Regions from separate parts of the Mus musculus genome. Here all the other regions are linked to region 3. A link is a contact called in public HiChIP or PLAC-seq and promoter capture Hi-C data. All regions are on one chromosome and are shown on one strand. Each heading gives the region's core, a stretch centred on a gene start, on an enhancer-like site or on the middle of the called end of the contact. The rest is flanking DNA. Distances are from core to core; before and after follow the strand shown.

The links. Promoter capture Hi-C pulls out the DNA fragments that hold promoters and counts their contacts. HiChIP or PLAC-seq counts read pairs in DNA pulled down with a chosen protein or histone mark.
Region 1: a contact with region 3 is called in a promoter capture Hi-C map of liver, with 2.9 times the contacts expected there. The contact joins the promoter of Men1 here to the promoter of Esrra in region 3. A contact is called at or near these places in 8 of 39 promoter capture datasets (the C10 cell line, the HPC-7 cell line, cranial neural crest and 5 more), 2 of 484 Hi-C or Micro-C datasets (CD4 T cells and liver), 7 of 115 datasets of contacts at active chromatin or transcription factors (the NIH/3T3 cell line, astrocytes, bone marrow-derived macrophages and 3 more) and 2 of 9 other capture datasets (adipose tissue and pancreatic islet).
Region 2: a promoter capture Hi-C map of hippocampal neurons shows a contact between it and region 3, with 3 times the contacts expected there. The contact joins the promoter of Sac3d1 here to the promoter of Esrra in region 3. A contact is called at or near these places in 3 of 39 promoter capture datasets (hippocampal neurons, liver and pre-B cells), 1 of 484 Hi-C or Micro-C datasets (embryonic stem cells) and 2 of 115 datasets of contacts at active chromatin or transcription factors (embryonic stem cells and extraembryonic endoderm stem cells).
Region 4: a contact with region 3 is called in an HNF4G HiChIP or PLAC-seq map of pancreatic cancer cells. The contact joins the promoter of Arl2 here to the promoter of Esrra in region 3. A contact is called at or near these places in 2 of 115 datasets of contacts at active chromatin or transcription factors (extraembryonic endoderm stem cells and pancreatic cancer cells).

The regions. Positions count from the first base shown.
Region 1 is chr19:6,333,416-6,336,671 of GRCm38.p6, reverse strand. It overlaps Men1 (multiple endocrine neoplasia 1), which reads right to left and starts at 1,659. Exons shown (of 10, transcript NM_001168489.1): 1 at 1,590-1,659; 2 at 767-1,227. The coding sequence starts at 1,211.
Region 2 is chr19:6,116,969-6,120,098 of GRCm38.p6, reverse strand. Sac3d1 (SAC3 domain containing 1) reads left to right here and starts at 1,513. Exons shown (of 2, transcript NM_133678.3): 1 at 1,513-2,302. The coding sequence starts at 1,513. Snx15 (sorting nexin 15) reads left to right here. Exons shown (of 8, transcript NM_026912.2): 8 at 145-700. The coding sequence ends at 236.
Region 3 is chr19:6,920,141-6,923,440 of GRCm38.p6, reverse strand. Esrra (estrogen related receptor, alpha) reads left to right here and starts at 1,633. Exons shown (of 7, transcript NM_007953.2): 1 at 1,633-1,819; 2 at 3,042-3,300. The coding sequence starts at 3,054. It overlaps Catsperz (cation channel sperm associated auxiliary subunit zeta), which reads left to right. Exons shown (of 5, transcript NM_001039494.2): 4 at 74-140; 5 at 781-1,015. The coding sequence ends at 890.
Region 4 is chr19:6,139,348-6,142,672 of GRCm38.p6, reverse strand. It overlaps Arl2 (ADP-ribosylation factor-like 2), which reads left to right and starts at 1,536. Exons shown (of 5, transcript NM_019722.3): 1 at 1,536-1,636. The coding sequence starts at 1,572. LOC115489019 (a long non-coding RNA gene) reads right to left here. Exons shown (of 3, transcript XR_003952891.1): 3 at 759-3,043.

The sequences.
Region 1 (3,256 bases), core at 410-2,909, 590 kb after region 3:
CCCTCTAGCACCTCTCAAGCCTGTATCCAGGCATCACACACCCTATCCACTATGTTCACCCTTTTATGCTCGCAGCAGCTCCCTCCCAATAACCCAACCCCAGAACCCTTCTGGATCTCAGGTCCACCCAGCCAGAAACTGCCCCTCCCTTTTCTACACCAAGTACTTCTGTTAACATAATGACTTAACCCAGTGTCTATTGTACAGCTATCAGACTGTGTCAAGGAGAGCAAGCCCATGACCCCACGAACCCCCACCCCTCCCTTCTTCATGTTCTGATTTATCTCTGCACTTTTTTCCTCAAAGCTCACAAGAGGCCTCAGATGCTTGCTCAGTACATTGCACGGAGAGCTGAAGCACTTTGTCCTTAGTCAAGCCCGTGCTTCCTTTCAAAATATTTTCAAAGGTATAATCTTAATTGTCTCAAATGTACCCACCCATTTGTCCTACCTCCCCAGTCTGCTACCACCTTCTTTCCCCATATGTTGGGCTGCCAGATCCCTCTGGCTATTCAATGGCAGGGCTGGGACTGTTGAAAGACTGGGGAGTAAAAGCTGGCACCAAATGACCAGGTTCCAGTCTCAGCCCTGTCATTCTGACATTCCCCTCTTCAGAATTCTCTTTCCACAACTGCGAAGGAGAAATAATACCTGCCCCACCACACAAGGTTTACAAGTCTCAAAAGGGCTATAAGCCATATTGTTCAGACATGAGAAGAGGTAAGACAACACTCATTTGCTCTCCTGACCACCTGTCTGACTCCAACCTGTGATGAAGCTGAAGAGGGACTGGATGTGGGCCCGGTCCTTGAAGTAGGAGCGGCTGAGGCTGTTCCATATGACATCCGAGACCTTTTTTACCAGTTCGCGACTAGAAACACCTCCCTCTCGAGGATAGAGGGAGAGGTCCACAGCGCCGCGGATCTGAGCGGTGAATCGGGCATAGAGGGCAGCAATGATGGATAGGTCGGCCACCGGGAAGTAGGTGAGGCCACCAGGAGGGTCGGGTGCGGGGCTGGGCTGGAAGGTGAGCTCCGGCACGTTGGTGGGGATGACACGGTTGACAGCCAGGAAATGCTCCACGAAGCCCAGGACCAAGGACAGGAGCACCAGGTCAGGCTCCTCTCGGCCCAGCTCTGCAGCAAACAGGCGCACCACGTCGTCGATAGAGCGCAGAGGGAACAGCGTCTTCTGGGCGGCCTTCAGCCCCATGGCGGCGGGCGGTGGCCTGCGGGCGAGCCGAGGGAGGGAGGGTCGGGCTCGGCGAGAGAGCCCCCTCCCAGGCTCGGCTAAGGCTCTACCCTCCGCCACAATTCTGCTTCGCCAGCCGCTTCGTCCTGTGCTCACGGGCGGCGGCTCGGTTTCTGAGACCCTTCAACCAAGGCTATATAGGGCCTTCTAGTTCCTTACAATTCCGGGACCCCCAGCCCCGATGAGGCTGCTCCCAAAGACCTATTGGGGACCCTCAAAGGCCGCCCCTCCAGTCCCTACAATCTCTACCCGGCCCTCTGGAGCCTGTCCAGAAGGCAAACCCAAACCAGCCTCCCACAAGTCCCAAGGAGAGTCCCGGCTTCGGTCCCCCGCGCCCACCTCCGCGCTTACATCCCACACAAGGCACCGCGGCGCCCGCCGCCTGAAGCCTGCTGGGAAATGAAGTCCCGCGCCTCCTATGGCCGCACTGCCTGCTGGGAAATGGGGAGTCCTTGCTCACCCGGCCCTCTCTAAATCTGAAAATGACAGCCAAACCCGCAATGGCTTATGGAAGAAGTAGTCCTGCTGCTCCAGGGCGGGTAAGCTGAGCTCCTCAACGATTGGTCATCTAGGATCACGCCAGAAGAAGTTCCTCCGTGACTTCTGGGAGATTGTAGTCCTAGGATTAAACTCAGGCGCAGTAGCGCCCCTGCAGTGTGTATTATGGCCAGTTTAAGATGTGAGGGAAACTGTTGCTCTAAAACACTACAAGGAGGCTGGAGACCTGGTTCAGCTGTTCAGAGCACTTGTTGCTTTTGCAAAGGACCTGGGATCAAGTTTAGGTCCCCACACCCACATTGTGGCTCACCATCTGTAACTCCACTTCCAGAGGACCCATGCTTTTCTCTGACCTCCACCAAGCTTGACTTGGTGCACACACATAAAAAGGCAGACGAAACATCCACACCTAAAAAGAATGCAAGGCTGAACACAGTACGGCGGAGGCAGAAGGATTTTGGTGAGCTCAAGGCAAGACTGGTCTATGATCCAATACCAGTCCTTGAAATTAGAGGCAAGGAACTCAGGGTGGACTTCAGAGATGACTCAGAGTTAAGAGCCCTGGCGGCTCTGGCTCAGGACCCTGCGTTCCCAGTATGTACATGTTTGCTCACAACTGGGTCTTTAGCCCCACTTTAGGAGGTCCAATGTTCTCTGCTGTCCTCTGCAGGCTCCAAGCAGGCACCTTATGCACACACATAGGTAAAATAAAATTAAGGAAAGAAAAGAAAAAAAAAATCAGGAAGTTCAAGGTCAGTTTTACCTTAGACAGGATCTTGCTTTTTAGTTCAGACTGGCCACAGACTCACAATATTCCTGCCTCAGCCTCCACCATGCTGGGATTATAGATGTTCACCACCAGTCCACATGGCACCACCCCTCCCACAAGGCTTCATGACCTCATCTTAATTCACGAAGTCTGTAATGACCCTGTTTCCAAAACGAAGTCTTTTTGTCTGAGACCAAGACCTCAATAGATGAAGCTGAGGAGATGATGTAGCAGCTGAGAGCCTTTTGTTGTACCAGTAGGAGGACCTGAGTTCAAATACCCAGAATTCACTTATACGTTTGGAATCCTAGCATTATAGGGCATGGATGGGGAATGGGGTCAGTGTGGGGGTTAAAGGGAGGAGGGTCTTGGGACTTCCTGCCTAACGACCTAGCTGCAGGTTCAGAGAGAGAGCCTGTGTAAAGGGAAGAAGACAGAGAGAGTCATAAAGAAGGATATGTGATCTTTCTGTTTTCCACATCTGAGCAGCTCCTTACACAGGTGTAAAGACACCACACACATATACAAGCAGAACCTCTTCCTTTCTTTCTTTCTTCCTTTCTTCCTTCCTTTCTTTCTTTCTTTCTTTCTTTCTTTCTTTCTTTCTTTTTTGGTTGTTTGTTTGTCTGTTTTGTTTTTTGTTTTTAGAGACAGGGTTTTTCTGTGTAGCCATGGATGTCTTGGAATTCACTCTGTAGACCAGGCTGGCCTCAAACTCAGAGAGATCTGATTGTCTCTG
Region 2 (3,130 bases), core at 264-2,763, 800 kb after region 3:
GGTCAACTGGAGACACTGGGCAGAATTTTCCCTTATTTTTTTTAATAGCCTCATAAAATGAGGCAAAGACAGGAGGACCCAGGGAGGGAAAGGACACATTATGACCTGGGTTCTGAATGTAGGTGGGCCATCTGCTTCCTCCAGGTGACCCATCCCCTGCCCGCCGGGAAGGTGTGAAGAAGAAGGCAGCCGAGTACCTGAAGCGGGCAGAGATGCTTCACACACACTTGCCCTAAGGGGTGGACCCTTCCTGGGATGTCAGCTCCAGCACTGCCAGCCACCCCCACTGCTCTCTTTGGGACCTGGCCGTGCTTCCTGCTCGTATGACTACCAGGGGCCATATCTGTATTAACTGGATCAAGTATAAGAAAAGCAAAGACTTCTCAGCTCTGACCTGCCTGCCTCCTTGGAATTAGACTTGAACTTCTGATCCTGCCTATCTGTTCTATGTGAGTGGCATCTGGGCCCCTAACCTGTCAGTTCACCCATCTAGACCAGAGTCTGTAGCCAGACCTGGCCCACTGCCTTTTTTGTAAGGCCCTTGAGAGCCTTCCTTCCTTTCTCTTTCTTTCCTTTCCTTTCCTTTTCTCTTCTTCTCTTTCTTTCTTTTTTTTTATGGTTGGAAGAAAAAAGATTCTTTGACTAGTGAAAATCTCATAAAATTTAAATACGTGTGAGTAAAACACATGCCTGAACACAACCAGGTCCATTTGCTTATTATTGTCTGTGGTTGAGTTTACATTGTACCAACAGAGTTGAATAAGCGGTGTCTGGCACATCATACCCATTATGTTTATAAGAAGATAAAGAGAGGAGGAATATGTTCCATTGAGGTGCTTCAGCTGGCCCTTGCCAAGGCATCCTATCCCCCTGAGGGACCAGCCAAGCGATGGTAATAGTAGAATTTATTCAGGACATGGGAAGGGGAGTTAAGAGGGTACTAGAGGCAGAGAAAGGCAGAGAGAGGAGGGGGGGAGAGAGAAGTAGAGGAGTAGAGAATTAGAAGCTGGCCATGAGCACAGGGAGGGGGAGGGGCAAGGGACTAGAGCAGGAGCAAGAAGGCAAGAGAGAGGAGGGGGCAAGCAGCCCCTTTTATAATGGGTCAGGCCTACCTGACTGTTGCCAGGTAGCTGTTGGGTGGAGCCTACCTGGTTGTTGTCAGCTAACTGTGAAGTGAAGCTTAGACAGAATGCTAATAATAACTATGAATGAGTGGCCGCGCCTTTAATCCGGGAATTGGAAGGCAAAGAGACAGGCGGATCTCTACTGAGTCAGCCTGGTCTATATAGTGACTTCCAGACCATGCAAAGGTACACAGTTAAAACAAAACGCATAGGGAAACAATGAAGAATGACAGGCACGCAGCACTAGCTGAGTGTGTTAAAGAAATAATAGACACGTACGTAAAGCAGGACTTGCTACTTCGAGAGCCCTAAGAACAAAAAGCTAAACCAACAAATCCCAGCCCTGGGGAGGTGTGGCCTGCGTCGCGGGACTACAAACCGATGCATCATGGGACGATTTAAGGGGGAAAACCGAAGCCAGGCGCGATGGATTATGGGAGGCGTTTCTAAAGGCCGCGGGAGCGGCAAATCGAGAAAGCCGCGGCAGGCTGCGTTTGGCCAGACTGGGGCTCGAGTCTGTCCCTCGAGCCCACGGCAGGATGCAGTGCCGCGCTTCCGCTGGCCCGGCGATGCTGAGTGTGCGTCCTCTACCCACACCCCTACCATGTCCGGCTGCAAACTACCCATGGGCCTGTGCCCAGACATGTGCCCGGCCGCCGAGCGCGCCCGACGCGAGCGCGAGCGCCGCCTGCACCGACTGGAGGTGGAGCCAGGCGGCCGTGGGAACGCTCCCCGAGCCGACCCCAAGCGCACAGTGAAGGAGTACAGCCGGCCGGCAGCGGGCAAACCCCGGCCCCCGCCAAGCCTGCTGCGGCCGCCGCCAGTGCTCTTAGCCACCGTGCGTTATCTGGCCGGTGAGGTGGCTGGCCGCGGCGACGTGTCGTGCGCGGAGGTGGCGAGCTTTGTGGCCGACCGCCTGCGCGCAGTGCGGCTAGATCTGTCGCTGCAGGGCGTGGACGACGCGGACGCAGCGACAGTGCTGGAGGCTGCGCTGGCCACGCTGCTGGCCGTGGTGGCGCGGGTGCGGCCAGAAGAGACGCGCGGAGCCGCGGACCCGGTGCTGCTTCAGACTCAGGTGCAGGAAGGCTTCGGTTCGCTGCGGCGCTGCTACGCGCGGGGCAAAGGCCCCTACCCCCGCCAGGCTGCTTTTCAGGGCCTCTTTCTGCTCTACAACTTGGGTGAGTCGATCCCAGAGAACTAAGTGCGGGGACCCGAGGAGCCTGGGGTGGGGAAGACGCAATTGTAGCAGCAACGGCGAACTATAGCTTGGGAGTACTGTAACTTCCATCCCCCAGCAATAGCTTCTTCTTGGGAAAGTCAGTTGGTAAAAGTCCCGACGTGGGACCTCAGGTCTGACATTCTCAAATTGGCTGTTTTCTACATAGTAGAGGTGGAAGGAGGTAGGATAGTACTGAGAGAGTTGACCTAGAAAGCGCTTTCCAAACTTATAAGAACTGCTCCGTGGGCTGGCCCATAAACATATCTAACAGGAGGTGCTAAAAGATTCCCTTCTATGGGTGATTTAATTATAGGAAAGTCCAGTGGGCGTGGTAACAGGCGCCTTGTATGGGAACACTTTGGAGGCAGAGGCAGGCAGATTCTTTGATGATTTTATATGTGGAGACAATATATTTGTATCATACATGCACACAGTGACTCTTTGTTTTTTCTTTTTTTTCTTTTTTCCAGACAGGGTTTCTCTGTGTAGCCCTGGCAGTCCTGGAACTCACTTTGTAGACTAGGCTTGCCTCGAACCCAGAACCCAGAAATCGGCCTGCCTCTACCTCCCAAGTGCTGGTATAAAAGGCGTGCACCACCACTACCCGGCTACACACAGTGACTCTTAAATTCACTAATTTAAGAAAAGTGGCCCAAGATTCCAGTACCAAGATTTCCTGGAAAGGAAACTAGGGCCAAGTCATCCTCCAACAGTGACCCTTGCAGATAGAGGGGAAAGTGTAGGGAAGCCAGTGCCCTCAGGCTGCAGTGGGAACCCTGAGTCAGAA
Region 3 (3,300 bases), core at 384-2,883:
CAAGCTGGGGAGGTCATGTGGGGACCACTTCAGCTTTCCATGGAACTGGTTGAGTCTCTTGTTGCTTTTCCAGCTGCCTCTGCCTCTGATGGAGCTCATGGAGACTGAAGTTCTGGATATTCTCAAAAAAGCCCTCATCAGTGAGCACTCCACCCCCACCCCCACCCCAGCTTCCACAAAAGATCCTGGTGGCTTTGGCAGGGCTTGGGGCTGTGGAGTTTCAGGATATGTAGTCTTGTCAGATCCCCTTAGCACTCACAAGGATGCCCTAAAAATTAAAAGTCAAGAGAGTAGGCACAGGCCGACTCAATGGAGTGAGTGACTCAGAGGACTTAAAATAAGCCCCTTTCTAGCAAGTCTGTTTTCTCTGCTTGTTCAGTGGAGTGACAGCCTTTGGGTAGCTTTGCTTCACTCCCAGGTGTGGGAGCTGTGACACATCGGGATTTTTTTTGGGTAAATGTACTGGATATTGGATTATCTGCGTAACCTTCTGCTCATGGTATATGAGCACATAGAGGGAAGAAAGGGCCAGATAACTAGTTAGAGTGAGCGGCTCAGGAGGAGGTTGGGTCTCACTGCCTCTGTTCAGGCTTGCAGCAACTTCTTCAGCCTTCTTCCCCTCCATTCTTCACATCGCACCTAGGAGACCCAAAATTCCCCAAACTAACACAGATCCAAATCCAGCACTAAATGCCACCTCAAATCACCTGTGGTTCCTCAAATGGGGGAAGCCCTTTGCTGCTGTTCATGGCCCTGAGCTCAGCTCTTCCCTCTCCCTAGCATATAGGTCCACGATTGGCAGGAACCACTTCATGACTAAAGAGCTGCAGGGATACATCGAAGGGATCAGGAAGCGCAGGAACAAGAGGCTGTACTTTTTGGATCAGTGAACCTCCAGCTCAAGTGGCCGACGAGACGTCCGCTCCGTGTCCTTTCCGGTCCCTCGAACCCAAGCTCAACCTCATCTGCATGGAATTTGAATCCTAGAGAAATTAAAGAGTCTATGCATGGTCCCAGAGTCAGTGCGTGGCTGCTTGCGTGAGGCGGACGCACGTGGCCCCGCCTTTCCCCGTGACCTTCATTCGGTCACCGCAGTGACCTTGAGTTTTGTCCGCTCGTGTCTCACCTCTGCCTTTGAGGAACTCGCAAACCAGGGCTACTTGCATGTTTTAGGTCTGCTTCTCCACTTGAGGGTCCTCAGGGGTGCTGATCTACCAAATCTGTCAAGTGTCCCATCAACATAATGGGGTGGGGTGGGGAGCAGCACCCTGTTAGGCCCCACCCCTTATGCATATGCAGTTACATAAACCCGCCTTTCATTTACATACACGTTCAACGCCCTCACAGAGTGAGTTCACTGAACAGCTACGCCCACTCTTATAAGGCAGAGCACCGCCCTCCTTCGTGATGCAAGGGTGCTCCGGCTTCTCTCCCGCACCAGTTCCTAGTCTTCGCTCCTCCCCTAGGTTCAGGCCCCGCCCACAGGAGGCCGCGCACGCGTGTGTATCGACAAGGCCTGCCCGCTGTCCTCCGGGTACGCAGGCGCCGCCGCCTCCCTCGGATATTAGCATAGGGCACCTGGCCCCACCCCCTGTTTTGCATGCGCAGGCCGGCCCCGCCTCCGCTGTCAGCTGGAGGAAGCGGAGTAGGAAGCAGCCGCGATGTCCTTTTGTGTCCTACAAGCAGCCAGCGGCGCCGCCGAGTGAGGGGGGACGCAGCGCGGCGGGGCGGTGCGGCCGGAGGAGGCGGCCCCCGCTCACCCCGGCGCTCCGGGCCGCTCGGCCCCCATGCCTGCCCGCCAGCCCTGCCGGAGCCCAAGGTCCGGGGGCGGAGGGGAAGGCGGCCGCGGGGGTGGGCGGGCGCGGCGGGGGCCATGTGCAAGCGCGGGCGGGGGGCGGGCTGCGGGCGGGGTCGCGCCTGGTGCGTCGGCCGGGTCAGGACTGGCTTCAGGTCCTGGCCTCCAGTTAGCCTCGGGCCTTGGAGCGAGTCCCCGGGCAGCGTTCAGATCGATCCTTGAGCATTGCGGGAGTCCTCGGGGTGGGCTGGAATTGAAAGGGTCCCTTGAGGCCACGTGGGGGCGCTTGCAGGGGCTTTGGGCCACCCTCCTCTCTGGGTCATAGGTCATCGTAGCGCGAGGGAGAACTTCTTCCTTGTCGCCTCTTCTTACTTCCTGATAACCTGATAGAAGTCCCCCGCGGGCAATGGGGGGAGGGGAGATTAGTAACTTCAGGCAACTTCCCATAGGTGTGCGCAGGTTAATGGGGGGTGGGGGGCGGCCCTGGAGGTCGCGAGAGGTGGTGAACTCTGCGGTAGCTGGAGTGTAAGAATGAACCTTGCAGGTTTGGGGTGCAAAAGAGGTGGAGCCGCGCCCTGCACGGCGTGGCTGGACTGGGCTTGCTAAAGCTGGAGGGGGTGGCGTGTCAGAGGTGAGAGACTCCCTTACAAGAGTGTGGTGAGGGATTAGAAGACTTGAGTGTGAGTTTGCTTATTGAGTGTGCTCTTTTGCTGGGAGTATGTGAGAACTTGGGACTGGTTAAAGGCCATGTGTGAGTGGAAGGTTCCCAGGAGAGTGTGAGCATGTGTGGACATGTGGAAACTCCTGAGAGAGTGGCCATATCCTTTGCCTCCGCCCCCCTTGGCCCCCCTTAGCCCCCTCCCGGTTCCTCAGTATGCTCTTGAATACTTGAGAGTACCTCCTGGAGTACATCTGGAGAAAACTGAGGAGAGGATCATGCTTATGCTCGGGGTTGAGAGTTGCCTGCAGGTTGAGGTTAGCCTGCTTCCTGGCTTGGGTGGGAGCTAGACTTGCCAAGCCGCTCCCAGGTTCCCAAGAGGAAGACCTGCTGTCAGTTACTGGCCTCAGAGGCTCTGGAGACTCTGTTCCCATGGCGACAGCTGGGGGCCCTCTTCATGGGCAGCCCTTCCTTGGACTCTGCCTCCTCCTTCTCCTTGGCTGAGCCTGGAAGCCTGGCTTAGTCCCAGTGTTGCCCAACCTATGTGGCAGGGTGCCTCCCTGTGACCCTGATGGTCTTTCCCTGCAGGTGACCAGCACCATGTCCAGCCAGGTGGTGGGCATCGAGCCTCTCTACATCAAGGCAGAGCCAGCCAGTCCTGACAGTCCAAAGGGTTCCTCAGAGACTGAGACTGAACCCCCGGTGACCCTGGCCTCTGGTCCAGCTCCAGCCCGCTGCCTTCCAGGGCACAAGGAGGAGGAGGATGGGGAGGGGGCAGGGTCTGGTGAGCAGGGCAGTGGGAAGCTAGTGCTCAGCTCTCTACCCAAACGCCTCTGCCTGGTCTGTG
Region 4 (3,325 bases), core at 287-2,786, 780 kb after region 3:
CCGGTAGTGGTGGCGCATGCCTTTAATCCCAGCACTTGGGACGCAGAGGCAGGCGGGTTTCTGAGTTCGAGGCCAGCCTGGTCTACAGAGTGAGTTCCAGGACAGCCAGAAAGAAAGAGAGAAAAACCTACACAGAGAAAACCCCTGTCTCGGAAAAAGCAAAAACAAACAAAAAACAAAAAAAGAGAAACTAACTCTTTGGGCCAGTGAGAAATCTCACCAATTAAAAAAAAAAAAAAAAAAAAAAAAAAAAAAAAAAAAAAACTTGCTGAGAAAGTCTGATGCTAAATTCCCTGCCTGGAACCCACATAAAAGTGCGACAATCGGGGCTGGAGAGATGGCTCAGCGGTTAAGAGCACTGACTGCTCTTAACCTGAGTTCAAATCTCAGCAACCACACCGGTGGCTCACAACAACCTATAATGAGATCTGATGCCCTCTTCTAAGGGGTCTGAAGACAGCTACAGTGTACTTACATATAAATTAATCTTAAAAAAAAAGTGTGAGAATCAGCTCCACAAAGTTGTCCTCTGATCTCCAGTGGTATGTGCAGACACGCGCGCGCGCACACACACACACACACACACACACATACAGAGTTTACACACAACAATGATGATTGTTTTGAGACAGGGTCTCAGATGTGTAGCCCTTTCTGTCCTCAATATATATACAGACCAGGCTGCCCTCAAACTCACAGAGATCCACTTGTCTATGCCACCCAGGCATTGGAATTAAAGATATGTGCCAACACAACCAGCAAAGAAAAAAAAATTTTTTTTAAAGAACTCTTGTCAAAGTCATTTACTGAAGATAATCTGATTGTACAGCTAGTACATGCCAGCAGCCATGAGGCTAAGCACCAGGTGGGCTTCAGGTTTTTTATCGTTGTTTTTTGAGACAGGCTCTGCCCTGCCAGTTTTATCCTAACAGTTGGGATAGAGCGTCTCAACCTGATAGGGTCCTAGATAGCACTCAATCCTTTGTGCGGGTCTGGTCCCTGCATTGCGGGGAGCTTGGAACTCTAAACAACCCAAGGAGGCCATACTGTCCGCACATTTAGAAATGGCCCCTAGGGGGAGTCATCATCCTCAAGTGAACGCACAGAGCCATTTCCGACAGAGTCCCGGACCAGGACCAACGGTTTTCCGTCACTGGTAAATGAATGGAAGTCACAAGATGCACTGGTGGGAACCGTATTACAGTCCCCGGATGATTCGTCAGCTCTTTGTGGAACCAGATTCCGACTCCTAGCTCAGAATCTCTTCGCGGCTACTCCCTACCCAGACGAGATACTGCTCGAGAAAGTCAGCCTCTGTCTGGCATCCGACCGAGGCCTCGGAGTCGGAAGGCTTAGGGACTTCTCCCTTGTCCCCACCAACCCTCTGCCTTCCCGACAAGGGTTAACGCAGCAGGCTTCAAAGTCGCCGCAGCGCCTCTAGGGGGCGACGCCCTGCACTCCTGTGGTCACGTGACAACGAGGGCGGCCACAAGCGCCAGGCTGGCCAATAGGAGACGGGAGCGGGGTCCCGGGACTAGAAGAAACGGCGGCCGGGAGGGGGCTACGGGATCATGGGGCTTCTGACCATTCTGAAGAAGATGAAGCAGAAAGAGCGAGAGCTGCGGCTGCTCATGCTGTATCCTCCGAGCGCTAGAGCGGTCGCGAGGGTAGCGGGGCCCGCCGGGTGGGCGGAGCCGGGCGTGGGGGGGCGCGGCCGCCGTGGGTACCTATTGCCGGTGGTGCGTCACGCACGCGGCGCTACCACTGCTCGGCGCGGGGCCGGGGAGGGCCGTACCACTCTGCGGGGTGGGGGTTGGCGTGCAGAAGGCAGCCCGGTGGTCTCAAGGCCCGGCCTAGACTTGGGACTCCAGTATCACTGCGAGGCGCGACGCAGTGGTGGTGACTCGGACGTCACGCTGCCTCGGGCTGGCCCGAGCGTGGGCCCTGCTCCTCCCTGGCGCTGACCCCCTCCCCTTCATCTACGGGTGTAGGCCTTGGCGCTTCCCTTAGGGTCGGAATCCCAGGGTCTCGAGGACCGCCTAGGCTCCTGCGAGTAGGCGTGGACTCGGTTGGCCACAGGTCCCGCTGTCACTTAAGGCCACCAGCGACCTTTCACCGCATTAACTGGCACCTGCATCACCCGTCTTGCACTGTGCCGGGCCACCTAGGCATCTGCGATCCACAAAGTAGCAGAGGGAGAAAAGGAAATTTAATGTGCACGTAGAACTTTACCACTCGTGCGTGTTTTAGACAATTCTGAGAAAGACACTCATTAGATGACCTCCAAGCACCTATGTTAGGGAATTCGGTAAAACAGGGAAGCGAAAAAGGCTTCATTTCAGATATTCTGTGATGAAAGGGGAGAAAAAATTGATAAAGCAAGTAAGATATGTAGTGTAGGATGAGAAGAATAGAGTCCACAAGGAGGTAGAGAGAGCTGGGAAAACGTAAGCAGAGGACCTGCAAGTGCGAAGGCCCTGGAGGAGGATAAGACAGGCATGTTCAAGAAAGGTTGAGAAGGAAAGAGCTGGAGAGAGGGAGAGCCCATGGGCTGGGGCCATTTAGGCAGCTGGACTATGAAGGGAGCACAGGATGGTGGCTTAGACCATGGTGGTAGTAGGAGAGTATTATGACTTGCTGCTGAATGGGAGAAGACAATGAGGGAGATGTAGCCAAGCATGAACTGGTCTCTGGCCAGAGTGTTCAGAAGGACAAGGAGCCACTTGCTGAGATGAGAGACGCATGTCCCTGGGAAGACACCAACCCTGACTGTTGGGCAGGTAGGTAGCAGCCATCAGCCTAGAAACGATCATGGGATGGCCCAGCTGGGGAGTGCTGAGACCCAGGTGTAGACGCTTGTGTGAAGTCAGATGAGGGTAACAGGATGGGGTCTGGGAGAGGGCCAAGGAAAGAGCAGCAGCGCCCGGAGCAGAGCAGAAGCTGGGCCACCCGGCCAGTGGAGAGCAGTAAGGGGGTCTTCGGAGACCTACCTGGCAAAGTGAGGCTTCAGGAAGCATCAGGAGCCAGTCTGCTAACAGTAGACCTGTAGAAAGCAAGAGGCTAAGTAAAACTGGTGCAGTGGTGAAGAACCAGGGAACAGGGGTTCAGTGCCCAGTACCCACTTGGTGCTTCACAGCCTTGTGTAACTTCAGTCCTGAGGTCCTCGTGTAGGCAAAAACTCAAAATATTCTAAGCAAACAAAAAATGAGCATGGTATCGAACACCTCGAATGCCAGCGTTCAGAAGGTAAAGGCAGGTGAATCTACGGGCTTGAGTCCAACCCGGTCTACAGAGCAAGTTCCAGGCCGGCCAAGGCTACATAGAC